Regions from separate parts of the Pan troglodytes genome. Here region 1 is linked to region 2. Evidence: chromatin contacts called from public Hi-C data. All regions are on one chromosome and are shown on one strand. Each heading gives the region's core, a stretch centred on a gene start, on an enhancer-like site or on the middle of the called end of the contact. The rest is flanking DNA. Distances are from core to core; before and after follow the strand shown.

Region 1 (7,501 bases), core at 1,379-3,878, 700 kb before region 2:
GTGGCAGTTTCTTTAAACAAGGGAGTCATTTTTGAGAGTGCAGACTTCGATTGGCAATAGATAGACCTGGATACAAATCCTGTTTCTGACACCTACAAGCTCTCTCTGTGATCTTCAGCCAATTGCTTAGCTCTTTTTCCTTTTCTTTTCTTTCTTTCTTTTTTTTTTTGAGACAGAGTCTTGCTCTGTCGCCCAGGCTGGAGTGCAGTGGTGTGATCTCGGCTCACTGCAAGCTCTGCCTCCCGGGTTCACGCCATTCTCCTGCCTCAGCCTCCTGAGTAGCTGGGACTACAGGCGCCCGCCACCACGCCTGGCTAATTTTTTGTATTTTTAGTAGAGACGGGGTTTCACCGTGGCCTCGATCTCCTGACTTCGTGATCCGCCTGCCTTGGCCTCCCAAAGTGCTGGGATTACAGGCGTGAGCCACCGCGCCTGGCCTTGCTTAGCTCTTTTTCTGTCAGTTTCCTCAGGTGTAAAACAGGAATAACAATATACACCTTGCAGGATTTGTGTTATGTTTTCAAGGGATATTTTACATAAAGTAGCTACCACACTGCTTGTCAGGATGGACCTGAAGAAATGGTAGTTATCATCATACTCTTGACTCTCTGAACAGGTTTATAGGTAGTAATTCCGTTATGCAGAAACTTTAGTCAAATAGACCATGCCACTGTTGATCGTTGGGCTGTAACACAGGTGATGTCTTTGGCCTTAGGTAGAAGCTGTCCAACTCATAGCTGATGGAAAAGCTCCTCGTATACCCCAGCCAGAAGAAGGGGCAACATATGAAGGTATCCAGAAAAAGGAAAATGCTGAGGTATTTATATATCAACTCAATAACATGTCTCAGAGTTCATGGCCCTCTACCCTTCAGCAGTTCCCCACATACTATGATCTTGCCAAAAGGTAAGCCAGCTTGCCCTAGCCCTACCTGTTAGAGTAGACAGGTAGCCAGACATACGCAGGAGAGGGGAGTCCCCTAAAGAAAATAAAGTCTGGGAAGACTCGTGTCTGGAAGACCACTCAAAATTTGCATATTAATAGTATCTCTAATGCTGGAGTGGGTGGGCACTTAGTCAAATGTGCATAGAAAGGAGAGGAGATACTATGCAAACGAACAAACAAGCAAATAAAAAATGCCCAGAAACGCCTCTTCAGTCTGCCCAACAATCCTTCGCTCTGCAGTTAAAATGTCAAAATATCACTAGCTACATGCTAATGAAAAGGGCAAAGGGGATATTCCTTAAAAAATCTGGCATGCTAGGCGCGCTGGGCACGGTGGCTCACGCCTGTAATCCCAGCACTTTGGGAGGCTGAGGCAGGAGGATCACTTGAGACCAGGCATTCAAGACCAGCCTGGCCAACACAGTGAGACCCCTGTCACAAAAAACAAAAAACAAAAACCTGAAGCCATAAGTTCAGCTTAGGGCAGAGAAGGAAATTCCAAAAAAACACACAGATGCAGTAGGTATAGATTTGGCCACTATACAACCTTCCTGCAGTGACAATAGTAAACAACACAGGCATCAGGTAATATTCATATCCAACACCAATCCACACATACACACCAACTAATAATATGGAGGGTCCCATAAACCTGAGACAAAATCTAGGTGCAGACAAAGCAGAGAGCTAAGACAGACACAAACAAACTAGACAAAAAAAAAAAAAAAAAGAGGCAGAGACTTCACAGAGGTGGGAACTTCAAAAAAAAGTTCAACCTAATAAAAACCCAACATAAAACTCTCCAACAGCTACTGGCCTCCTCCCCTCAACAGCCCGCTCTACTTCATCTTTACAAAGCATACTGTCCCTTTAAATAACCCTCTGCTTTTTATTTTCCTTTAATAAAGTCTCTTGTTTACTAAATCAGCCACCTGACAAAATACTTACTCCAAATAAAACTAAGAAGCAAAAATTCCTTTATTTCCCAATAACATACGCGTTTCTGCCTCTGATGACGAAAAGCGTTTTTATTGCCTTTGAGGTTCACAGCCATAGGAGGCTCAGCCTGTGTTTTGTGCCTTCCTAGATTTCTTGGGACCAGTCTGCTGAAGTTTTACATAACTGGATTCGAGGTCATGATAAAGTCCCTGGAGCTTGGACAGAGATAAATGGACAGGTATGTTTTAGGGACCACTCCCCCCACCCCCCTCCCCGATTATTACCTTTGTAAGAGATATTACAGATAAATCTGGGCTTCCCATGGTTCTTCCTTGGTCATGAGGCAGGTCTGTGATTCACTCTCCCCTTTACTCAGCATGTATTAAGCATTTATTGTGCAGCAGACACTAAATCCAGCGCCTGATCTAAGGAGCCTGCAGTTTCATGGGGAGTGCAGAGAAGTGAATAAACATTCTCAGTGCAGTAAGATAAACGCTATCATGGAGGCTGAGACTCAGGCATGTTAGGAAAGGCTTCCTAGAAAAGCTCACTGCTTTGCTCGAGAAGAGTTAACCAGGTTGAGAGCAAGACAAGTAGGTGAAGCCCCAGAGATAAGAGACTCCAGCACCTGGTCAAGGACTTGCAAAAGGAGTTCAGTGAAGCCAGGGTCTGGACTGTGAGGACAGGCATGGGGAGAGCTGAAGCGGGAGAGGCGGCCAGGGCCTGAAGGGTCTTCTATCCATGGGTAATTGACTCAGCCCAGGCTCTCAGGTTTCACCTCTTCGGGGAGGTTTCCTGATCTCACATGCCCAGACTGGCAGGGTCTGATGGCCCATCTCTGGGTTCCAGCAACACTCTGCCTACCTCTGGCATCGCACATCATATATTGTGAGGGTCTCTTTATTCCCCCCAACACTAGACTGTGAACTCCTTAGGGGCAAGGGCTTCCTGTGATTGTCCTGATAATCTCAGCAGTTAAGCAGGAGTCTGGGTACGTACTAAGTGCCAATAAAAATCCATGGGCTCGATGGGTGACCAAGGGAGGGAGTTTAGTGTAATGGTTAAGAGTGCAGGATCTGAAGCCAGAATGCTTCTATGAAAAGTTACTGTGTAACCTCGGGCAGGTTTCTTAACCATTGGGTGCCTTGGTTTCCTCATTGTAAAATGGGACTAATAATACTGCCTCCCTTAGGTTATGGGTAATTGTGAAGATTAAATGAGTTGGCCAGCCATGGTGGCTCACACCTGTAATCCCAGCACTTTGGGAGGCCGAGGTGGGAGGATTACTCGGGTCAGGAGTTTGAGATCAGCCTGGCCAACATGGCAAAACCCTGTCTCTACTAAAAATACAAAAAAAAAAAAAAAAAAGCTCAGTGTGGTGGCATGTGCCTGTAATCCCAGCTACTTGGGAGGCTAAGGCAGGAGAATCACTTGAACCCGGGAGGCAGAGGTTGCAGCGAGATTGCACCAGCCTGGGTGACAGAGCAAGACTCTGTCTCAAAAAAAAAAAAAAAAAGAATTAATACATGTTAACTCATTTAAGTACTTAGCCCTGGGCCTAGAGTAAGTATTCAACAAACCATTATAGCATAATCATAATAGTGCTCCATAAATGATAACTGATCATCCTAGAATTGCAATAATAATGCAGTCAGCGTCAGTGTCTCTTGGTTACTGTCTGGATCCAATCCTTTTTCCATGAACGGACACACAAAGCACCCTATGCTTCTCATCACTTATCACCCTGCACTGTAATAGTCTGGTGACCACTGTGCATTGCCCATCATTGACGCCCACCCCCAACACCTCCCCACCCACCCAAACCCTACCTTCAGGCTATAAAGGCTGAGAGCTTTTTATCTCATTCACCTTTGTATCAATGCGAATATGTGATAAATGCATACTCATGTCACCTGGATGTGGGGCATTTTGGACTCTCCAGTGACATATTCACAGACTATTTCTTGCCTTGTGTCATTTCTTTCTTTTTTTTTTTTTTTCTTTGAGACAGAGTCTGGCTCTGTCGCCCAGGCTGGAGTGCAATGGCACAATCTCGGCTCACTGCAAGCTCTGCCTCCCGGGTTCACGCCATTCTCCTGCCTCAGCCTCCCGAGTAGCTGGGACTACAGGTGCCCGCCACTACGCCCAGCTAATTTTTTGTATTTTTAGTAGAGACGGGGTTTCACCGTGTTAGCCAAGATGGTCTCGATCTCCTGACCTCATGATCTGCCTGCCTCTGCCTCCCAAAGTGCTGGGATTACAAGCGTGAGCCACTGCGCCCGGCCGCCTTGTGTCATTTCTATGGATGTTTGAGACAGTTTCTCCCATTGTGGTGTCTCAATTTTATTACAGATGATAATATGAACTTCAGCGTTTTTGCAGAGAATGATGCTTATACATACCGCTATGAACAGCTTTTCTCCTGATTTTACAATCTGTGTTTGATCTCTTTACTAGATGGTCACTTTCTATGGCTCGACATTACTGAATAGCTCTGTGCCTCCTGGAGAACCACTGGAAATTAAAGGTGCCAAGAAGCCTGGTCTCGTTACCAAAAATGGACTTGTTCTTTTTGGTAACGATGGAAAAGCAGTGAGTGTTCAATATGGCTGCCTATGAAATAACCTTTTGATTTTCTTCTATAACCCAAGCTATTAAGGGAATAGCTTTCACTCCATTGCTGGCTGGGGAGGAGCTGGCTCTGAGTGCCCTGATGGAGATGAGGTGTCTCAAGATGGGCCCCACAGATCTGCATAGGCTGCCTTGTGTAAAGTGGAAAGAGGCTGGAATTCAGTGGGGAGATAAGGATGTGAATCCCTGCTTCCCACTCGCTGGTCTTGGGCAGGATGATTCTTCCCTTTGAGTCTGTTTTGCCATCTTTATAACAGAGAGGAGAATCTCGTCTGTCTGCCTTCCCAGTGCCAGATTCTGGGAGGATCAAGTGAAATGGATGTGACCCTCCTCAGATGCCCCTTGCCACTGATCCACCAGACAGGCACCACCTACACTGCCTATGCTCAGGAGGGTTGGCCCTGGGCCTCAGTGTGCCCTTGCGAAGCTTCCCAATGAAGCACGCAAAGGGAATTTGTAGCTTACAGCTATTTTCCAGTTGCTGCAGGATAAATCGTTAAGACTGTAGGCTTAAGAGTCCTGCTAGTTCTAGGTTCTACTCCCAGCTCTGTTACTTACTGTCTGTGTGGCACTGAGCAAATTACTGAACCTCATTGAGCCTCCCTTTCTGCATCAGTAAAATGGGAATAATAATGGCATCCGCCTCCACTGGCTTTTATGAAATTAGGTAAGATCCTTCAGCACATGCATGCATTCTTTTTATTAGTATATGTGCTGCTGAAGCAAGCACTTATGCATTCATTCTTGAGCATGGTGCAGGGCAAGTGCTCAGAGGCAGCAGCTGCAGAGTTGCAGCAGCACTGGTGGTGTCTGTTATTTTCATAATAGATTCTAATTCAAATACCTACATCCAAGTGTCAAATTTTCCAGGACTTATTTTCCATTTTGAGATGTACCTATCCCTGGACCTCACTTTTTCCTTTCTGCTGCCATTATTCAAGTGCCATTTCAGCCCTTTTACACATAATGGTGAATGCTTTTAATCCATATTTTTGTATTTTTCCAAATAAACTTGCCCTTATATGCATATAATCTATAGGACTCCTCCCACCAGCCTCACTTTTGTATTGTCTCAATCCTCAATTTTTATGCTTGTTTTGTTGCTATTTTGTAGCTGATGGTGAGAAATCTGCAGTTTGAAGATGGAAAAATGATCCCTGCCTCTCAGTACTTTTCAACGGGTGAGACGTCAGTGGTAGAACTGACAGCTGAAGAGGTGAAAGTGGCAGAGACCATTAAGGTGAACACATGATGACTTAAATCTTACTGTCACCTTGGAAAACTGAAGCATGTTCATAACTGGTACCATCAGTCCTCAAAGTAGTGGGATCAGAACTTTATTTCCTCTTTTTTTGTATTAGCTGCAAGAGGAAATCAACCTCCAAATTCATATGCTTAAACACAGTATATACAAACTGATTTTTCACATAAGTCATCCAAGGCAGTTCCAGGTTGGCACGGGGGTTAGGGGTGAAGTCATTCAGGAACCCAGTTTCTGTTATTTTCAAGGTCTCCCTGGGGGGCGTCTCTATTCCAGACAGCCAGAAGGGCAAAGGAGCATGTAGAATGGTGTGGAGGAGGGTTACATGGGCTAGGACTGGGGTGGTGCAGGTCACTTCCACTCCTGTTCATTGGTTGCATCTAACTTGGAGAGGCGCTGAGAAATGTGATCCAGCTGTGTGTACAGCTGAGTGTACACGATGAAGAGGGAATTGGTTTGGTGAAGAGCTAGCCCAGTCTCTGCCACATTGTTCTACATGGCACTTCCCTCATAAGAGTTTCCTTTTTGTGTAGGTCATCTGGGCTGGAATTTTAAGCAATGTCCCCATTATTGAAGACTCAACAGACTTCTTTAAATCTGGAGCAAGCTCAATGGATGTTGCCAGGTAAAACCACGCCCTTATTGACTCACTAGGGATTCCCTCACTAGAGATTTTGACTTTGGCTTTGACAGTGACATCCACACACATCCTTTGTTCTGGATGTGATTACCTTATCATACCTATCTATGACTCATCTTTTTTTTTTTTTTTTTTTTTTTTTTTCTGAGATGGAGTTTCACTCTTGTTGCCCCAGCTGGAGTGCAATGGTGCGATCTCGGTTCACCGCAACCTCCGCCTCCCAGGTTCAAGCGATTCTCCTGCCTCGGCCTCCCGAGTAGCTGGGATTACAGGCATGCGCCACCACGCCCAGCTAATTTTGTATTTTTAGTAGAGATGGGGTTTCTCCATGTTGGTTAGGCTGGTCTCGAACTCCTGGCCTCAGCTGATCCGCTTGCCTCGGCCTCCCAAAGTGCTGGGATTATAGGTGTGAGCCACCACGCCCGGCCAACACATCTTTATTCTTCATCTTTTTTTGCTGTTGTTTCCATGATCAAGCAGATATATCCGTTTATTTCTCTTTGTTGCTAACCAGAAGTTGTTTTCATATCTTCCGTATACCTAAAAAAGCAACCCTTAGAATTGTTTGCATCTTTTAAAAATTTGTCCTTCCAGTTTCTTAGCTAATTTTCCTCCAATATGACATCAGAATTGAGAAGCTCTGGGTGAGAATGCTAACAGTGAATTTCCTATGCAGCCTGATCCAGAATATTATCTGAATAATATCTGACACCTGATATTAATAATAATATTACCAGAATAATATCTGATACCTGATATTAATTATGCTTTCCCCCAAATCTTTTTTCTCCTACCCTCACCCCCCCCCATAAATTACCTAGTAAGACAGATCTAGAATGAGGGTTATCAGGCTACTTGCAAGGACAAGTGTAATCACCCAGTATCAGAATTTCTCCACAGAGGTTTAGAGCAAGTTGAAAGGGCTGGAGTCCCAGAAAGCCTCTATCACAAGGAAACTGGACCAGGATCCTACCGGTGCAGCATCTTTCAGAGGTGTTTTCCTTTGAGTAACTGGGATAACGAGACAGCTGGAGCTCACCAGGGACTGTGCAGTCCCTTGATGGTCGGTACAGAGAATAGAAGCT
Region 2 (7,288 bases), core at 4,640-7,139:
CACAAGAGCCCTGTGTCCTGGCTCCTCAATGGCATTGCACATATTCTCTCGGCTCTGAGGCGCTAAATAGCCTGGTTGTTAGACTTAATGGGAGCGTCCGTCCAGAAGAGAGTGCTTGTGAAAGCAATGAAGGCTGAATTCACTCCACTCTTCCCCTCACCCTGCCCTCTGGAATGTATTATCCTTCCTGTGTGTCCCTCCGGGACATGCCACTACCAACGCTTTAACAAACTTGCTCATCAGTTTCCCTTTCCTAGCCCGTGAGTTTTTGAAGGACAGGGACCCTGTTCATTCATCATTTGTTTAGGGAACCCCTACCTAGGAGGTGCCTGGTACTACCCTAAATAAGGCAAGCAGAGATGAATAAGACACAGCCGAGGAATTTATAACTAGCTACCTCCTGTCTTACTCATCTCTGCCTCCTTGGCATTTAACACAGTGTCTGGTAAATAAGACACATGTTTGTTAAATAAGTGGATGAATATCCCTAAATGACCCCAAATCAGGCTATGGAAGGTGCCGTAACTAAAATCCATTGTAGCACTGCTGTGGCAATCTAGGCCTCCTCCTTGCCCCTGCCCTCGCGGAGGGGCAGCGATGGGGACAGGCCGGCTCTGAGTCACGTAAGGACTGAAGGCATCCTTTACAGGGCAGAGCAATAGCAGTGCAGCCAGCTACTGATCTCAGCCCGGTCCTGCCTTTTGTGGAAGAGAGACCTGCAAAACCGAGACCTGTTTTTCAGGAGTGGAAGCGGATTCACAGTGTCACAGTGATCTTTGTTGTCATTTTATTTTTTTCCCTTTTAACAAAAATTGGGTCACATAGTACATGCTATTTGGTAACTTTGTGTCTTCCCCCACCCCCCAGCACTTACTAGCTATAATGAATATTTTTTCCAGATTACTAAACTTACACATTAAGCACCCTTTTAATTTTTTTCTGAGACAGGGTCTTGTTCTCCCATCCAGGCAGGGGCGCAGTGGTGCACTCACAGCTCACTGAATCCTTGCACACCTAGGCTCAAGCAATCTTCCCACCTTGGCCTCCCAAAGCACTAGGATTATAGGCGTGAGCCACCACGTCAGCCTTAAGCACCCTTTTTAATGGTTATATAATGTTCCATCTAAGGGAGGTATATCACCCTTTACTTAACTATTTCCCTGCTTTGAGATTTTAGGGAGGTACCAGATTTCTGCTATAATGAATATTCTTATCCTCAAATCCTTAGGAAAAATTCCTAGAAGAGGAATTGCTGAGTCAAAGAGCGGGTGCATGCTAACCACTGCTGATAGTTATTGCCTTACAGAAAGACTTTCTATGAGGAATGTATGAGCAGCCCCCCACCTGCCGTGAGCATTAGTGGACCATTTTATACAGATCCACAGCCCTTGTCTGAATCCCTTGGGACCTGATGTGTTTGAGAATTCAGGATTTCCTAGAGAAACACAATGTGTTTCTGCATACCCTGTCAGATTCCCAGCAAGGTCTAACAGATCCACAGTCTAACTCATTCATATTTCTTCAGGAAATCATGTGAACGTCCACAATAAGTGAGATAAATCAAGACCACAATGAGCCTCATGGCAGCTCAGGGCAAGTTTTCCCATGAATAAACTTTCCATTTTCAGAGTTTTTGCAGGCGGGATTTCTGGAGGGGAACATGTGCACCAATGTCAAGTTGCTCTGCTGCTTTGCAAGGGAAATTGGCTTCGGGAAGACACGAGAAGGTAGCTCAGGAGAAAGATTAAGTCACCTGCTTGGGAGGAAAATTAGATCTGGGTTTACATTCTAGCTTCACCTACGATAAGCTGGGTGACCCTGGGCCAGTGACTCACCCTTTCTGGGCCTCAGTTTTGTCATCTCTGAAGAGTACACCCATGCCAGAGCTGTAGAGATGACAAAGGATAAGGTGTATGTAACGCTTAGCACACACCTAAATGGCGTTGAATCGATGGCCTTCAACAACTTGCGCTAGTAAATGGCAGAGCTGGGAGGTGACAGCTTCTGCTTTTCCCGCAGTGCCAGGTGGGACCAGTTGAACACTAAGACCCTTCTCATCTGGCAGCCCCCAAAGCCAAAGCCCAGAATTCCCACTATAATTCACTCAAGCAGAAGGTCCAAAACTTTGGGTGGAAGGAAGGCCCAACAGGAACCTCAGTGGAATTTCTCTCAGTGGCCCCACATGGCTTCTGCCCACCTTGGTGGTGCTGGGGCACTCTGTCTCCCTGGCGCCCTACTTGGGTGGGGCCAAGCCCAGGCCAGCCCCACCCACACCTCCGCCGGGACCTATTTTGGTGTCCCAGTGTGTGGCTGTTGCAAACGAAAGCCTGAACAGTTTGATGCTACAGTTCCAGGAGCAGGCCAGCCCACCACCCCTCACACCCCTCCCTGGGCAGGACACCAGCAGGTCCCACAAAACATCAAGCTGCCTCATTAAGGACAGGGGCTGTCCAGCGGGAGGGGGTGTGAGAATGGGCAAAGGTGTGGTGTCCTCTGTCAGACCACAGGTGGGTGCTGTGGTGGGAGGGGAGTGTGAGGGCAGCAGGGGTGGCGGGAAGGGATACAGGTCTGCAGGGACAATGCGAGGCCTCTTTCCATCTCATCCAACTCCCACAGACCGACAAAAATCATCCCTGGGATGTTTACAAAACTTGGGGAAAAAAAAAAAAAAAAGAAGGAGGAGAAGGAACAGAGTGGGAAATAAAGGCCTGAAAAGGCCTCTGTGGAATCCCTGCTGTTTACAAAGCTTCACCGACACAGATTCTAGCACCTCTGTTGCTAAAGGCTCTTTGCACTGAGAACTCTTTCTGAGATGAGCTTGCCTTTGCCAAGAATAATTTTGCCAGCTCTGAGTTGCTATCCACCAGGAGGTGGGGAGATGGAAATTTCCAGAAGCCCCCTATCCAATGGGGCCTTTCACAGCTTACTCAATGGACTCTGGAAAATAGCAAACCACCATCTCATCTGTTTAGAAAATACTGCAGGGGTTTCTTTAAAAGAGTTTAAAACATATTCTAGAATCCACTGTAAAACATTACCAAAGGTGTTTCTTAATTGCTGCTAATTTTACACAGCAATGACTGTATCTCTAAATGGGCCTTTCAATCTTCATCTATGTAGATATACACGTTTACATTCTTTAAATCACAGTATTATTAAATTTCATTTAGCAACATCCCGTAAACCTGTTCTCCTGGTTTGATAGTCCTCTTGTTAATTCTAATAATAGCATGCCATTTCATTGCATTCATATACTACAGATTTCTTAACCAGATAGTACAAAATAATTTTCTACCATTATAAACAATGCTGCAATGAACATCTTTGTGTATATGCTCTTTTCACATATGAGCTGCTTAAATTAATTTTCAGTCATTTGCTAAGCTTATGTTTATTGGGTACCTACTATGTATGTTAGGACCTAGGGGTAAGTGAACAGAACAGATGCAGTCTCTGCCCCACAGTCTAAATGTTCTATATTTTAATAATTTTTGGATCTTCCTGTGTGAGGCTCAAATATATTTTTTAAAATCCTCTGAGTTTAAAATGGTAGCATTTGCAGCTGAGAAAGTATACACTGAGGGCTGCCAGCTTCAGGAGGAGATGGAACACAGAGTTTCCCGATATTGTTGGAGGTGGGGCTAGTGAACCACACCCCTCTCTTGCCTACTCATGGAGCCTGCCAGGGTCCCAGGGATGGACAGCAAAGTGGCAGCTCATTTTTACAAGAGGTAGGCTGGGGATGAGGCCGGGCGTGGTGGCTCATGCCTGTAATCCCAGCACTTTGGGAGGCCAAGGCGGACGGATCATGAGGTCAGGAGATCGAGACCATCCTGGCTAACACGGTGAAACCTCATTTCTACTAAAAACACAAAAAAATTAGCCGGGCATGGTGGCGGGCGCCTGTAGTCCCAGCTACTCGGGAGGCTGAGGCAGGAGAATGGCGTGAACCCGGGAGGTAGAGCTTGCAGTGAGCCGAGACAGCGCCACTGCACTCCAGCCTGGGCGACAGAGTGAGACCCTGTCTCAAAAACAAAAAAAAAGAGGTAGGCTGGGGAACGGGAAGCTGGGGACAATGTGCAAGGCTGCCAAGACTGCAGTGCACAAACGAACTTGCCCATCCATCACAGAGGCTGCTGGAGGACCTCTGCAGACCTCCATCCACCCCCAACCCCAGGGCCTGGCCCTCTTCACCCTTGGTAGGGGCTGGCTCCTACAGGGGAGGGATGAGCTGAGCACGCTCACTCTTTCTCCTGAGCTCCCTAAATCGGGTAACTCTCTCCTCTCCTGACAGAGGCCGGGATGCTGCTCTCCTCTGGGGGCCCTTCTGCATGGACACATAGATGGAGACCTAAAGCTCATGGGCAAGGTTGGCCAGTCTCTGCGGCTTACAGCTCCCTTCCCCCACCTGACACGCACTCCTAACACTCACCTCCTCTCAAAGCCCAGCCTGGCCCTGCTGGGCTTCCAGGGCCTTGTCAGAGGTCCTTCCGGCCCAGGGAAGTCTTGGTACTGCCCGTGCAGCACCCAGGGGCTGGGAGACGGCTGGAAGTGGCTGGACGGGGAAGGGCAGGATTCTCTCCTCAGCCAGCATCTGCTTCCACCCTGGCGCTGCTGGGACTGCCATTCAGGAAGGTGGTGGATTCCGGGGCAGATGATCAGGAGGCAAATCCCGCTCCCCCAGCTGCAAGCTGATTTTCTGTCACATCATGGTGGCTTCAGCATGGCTGAATTAACTGATTCAATCCTTCCTCTGTGCCAGGCATGGCGCTGGCCTTTTGACATCTTTGCTCTATTGGATCCTCTGAGCAGCTCTAGGGTCCAGGAGCATTCGTTGTTTCTCCTTCACACGTGAGGGTAGATGACTTCTCCAGGATCACTATGCTAATGGGCAGTGACTGAGTTCAACCCAAAATGTGTCTGACTCCAGAGTTGTAGTTCCCAGCCTTTCTGCTTTGTCGTGTATACAGCACCTGGTAAGCCTTCCCCACCCCCTTCCCTAGTCTCTTTTGCCTTCTTTCCTGAAAATGCATGAATTGCTTTCAAAACCACTTCTTGCATTAGCAAAGAGGAAATAAAGAGGTTCTCAAGATGTCTCTGAGACAAGGGGTCCCCAGCCTCTGGGCTGTGGACCGGTACTCATCCGGTCTGTGGCCTGTTAGGAACTGGGCCCCACAGCAGGAAGTGGGGCGAGTCACTGCGGGCAAGTGAGCGAAGCTTCATCTGTATTTACAGCCGCCCGTTATCCCTGGCATCATCGTCTGAGCCCCGCCTCCTGTCAGATCAGTGGTGGCATTAGATTCTCATGGGACCATGAACCTTATCGTGAACTGGGCATGCGAGGGGTCTAAGTTGTGTACTGCTTATGAGAATCCAACTAATGTCTGATGATCTGAGGTGGAACAGTTTCATCCCAAAACCATCCTGACCCCCCTCACCCCCCGACCGTGGAAAAAATCGTCCTCCATGAAACCGGTCCCTGATGCCAAAAATGTTGAGGGCTGCTGTCTTAGACCACACAAGACGTTCATAGTCATCATCAGGAAAAAAAGTAGCATCCCTCAACGGCCAGACCTTCCATCTGCTGCTGGTTCACACGTAAGAATCACCAACACTAACATAGCACGTTAGAGGCCAGCCCCTGTCCTCGATACCTTACTCACCCAGAGTTAACTTACTTACTAATTAACTTTCCTTACTTCCCTGAGTTAACTTATTTTGTCCTGACAACCACACAAGGGAGGTGCTGCTATTGCCACCCCCATTTTCCAGCTGAGGATGCTGAGGCACAGAGAGGTTAAACAATATGCCTGAGGTTACACAGTAAGTGATTCATCCAGGATGTGAACCCAGGCTAGCTGGTGTTAGAAGCTGCCGGTGTAGCCACATTCCTCTAATTCCTTGAGACAAAGGAAAACAAAGAAGCCCATCCGTTTAGGGAACCAGGATGCTGTCGTGGTTGGCAGTGGTGGTATTTCCGTCAGTCCTTTTGGCATAAATACCTCTAGATTATTTCACAAAACAGCCCCTGGCAAGCGTCCCTTATTTCCTAAAAAGGGGTGGCAAGGTGGCAGGTGGGGCTGGCTTACTGAAGCCTTATTCTCCTTCTTAACCAGTAGACTCGCCTTATTCTCAAACCCAAGTTCTTAACCCTTCTTAGCCCCTTTATTGACTCTCCCTGATTCTCAAGTGTCTCCCTGCATAAAACATGCCATTTCCATAATGTGGCCTTTCTTACTTCTGGAGACGTCTCTTCCTCGCAAATATTGACAGAGCCTTTCCCTGCCGCTGAAGTAACACTCACCCCCACCCAGGCGGCATTCTCTGCTCCCCTGTATACCTTGAAGTGTATCTACAGGGTTGTTCACTGATTTTATTTGCAGGAAGAACTGACAGGCCCCTCGAACTTGCAGCAAACAATGAACAGAACGAGGATTGAAAGAGGTGAGATTTTTAAAGTAAATGCTTTAAAAAGCAAAATATGTGGTGGCTCATGCCTGTAATCCCAGCACTTTGGGAGGCTGAGGCAGGAGGATCACCTGAGCCCAGTAGTTCAAGACCAGCCTGGGCAATGTGGTGAAACCCTCTCTCTACAAAAAAATACAAAAATTAGCCGGTGTGGTGGTGTGTGCCTGCAGCCCCAGCTACTTAGGAGGCCGAGGTGGGAGGATCACTTGAGCTGAGGAGGTTGAGTCTGCAGTGAGCCTAGATTGCACCACTGCATTTGAGCCTGGATGTCAGAGTGAGATCCTGTCTCAATAAATAAATAAACAAATAAATAAATAAAGGAAATACTTAGACTGCTTAATGACGATTTACTTCAAATCCAAACCTTCCAAATAGGAAAAAAAAAAAAAAAAAAGAAAAGAAAAAGAAAAAAGAAAAAGCAGGCTGCTTTAGGACGATTCACTTTGCTTTCCCTTTTGGCAGCTCTGATATTCTGCATGATGGCTAAATGATAATGAGCCCTTATGACAACTGCTGGGGAGAGACGGACCTTGGATGGGGTGTGGGGCGCAGACATGAAACACACATCCATTTCGCCTACCTCCCTTCACTGTCTAGTGGAGTCTCTGCTTTATATGCTGAGATAGACACTCTTCATGTGCTCTATAGATTAGAAAAGCTAAAACTCGGCCAGGCGCAGTGGCTCACGCCTGTAATCCCAGCACTTTGGGAGGCCAAGGCAGGCGGATCACGAGGTCAGGAGATCGAGACCATCCTGGCTAATATGGTGAAACCCCGTCTCTACTAAAAACACAAAAAATTAGCTGGGTGAGGTGGCACA

The links. A called contact is a pair of places that touch in the nucleus more often than the background predicts.
Region 1: a Hi-C map of induced pluripotent stem cells shows a contact between it and region 2, with 2.2 times the contacts expected there. The contact joins two enhancer-like sites. A contact is called at or near these places in 2 of 7 Hi-C or Micro-C datasets (induced pluripotent stem cells and stem cell-derived neural progenitor cells).

What each region holds. Positions count from the first base shown.
Region 1 is chr10:111,872,433-111,879,933 of NHGRI_mPanTro3-v2.0_pri, reverse strand. All of the region lies in intron 5 of NOPCHAP1 (NOP protein chaperone 1), which reads right to left. It overlaps ALDH1L2 (aldehyde dehydrogenase 1 family member L2), which reads left to right. Exons shown (of 23, transcript XM_001160213.8): 5 at 716-817; 6 at 2,033-2,122; 7 at 4,342-4,476; 8 at 5,630-5,755; 9 at 6,310-6,401. Among named protein-coding and RNA genes, the nearest start is that of ALDH1L2, 21 kb to the left of the region's middle. Within about 2 kb of position 2,628, at least 1 of the 24 cell types and tissues checked has an H3K27ac peak or open chromatin away from gene starts, as enhancers often do. A contact at or near this core is called in induced pluripotent stem cells, where this site is marked.
Region 2 is chr10:111,179,597-111,186,884 of NHGRI_mPanTro3-v2.0_pri, reverse strand. No RefSeq gene overlaps it. Among named protein-coding and RNA genes, the nearest start is that of TXNRD1, 86 kb to the right of the region's middle. Within about 2 kb of position 5,889, at least 2 of the 24 cell types and tissues checked have an H3K27ac peak or open chromatin away from gene starts, as enhancers often do. A contact at or near this core is called in induced pluripotent stem cells, where this site is marked.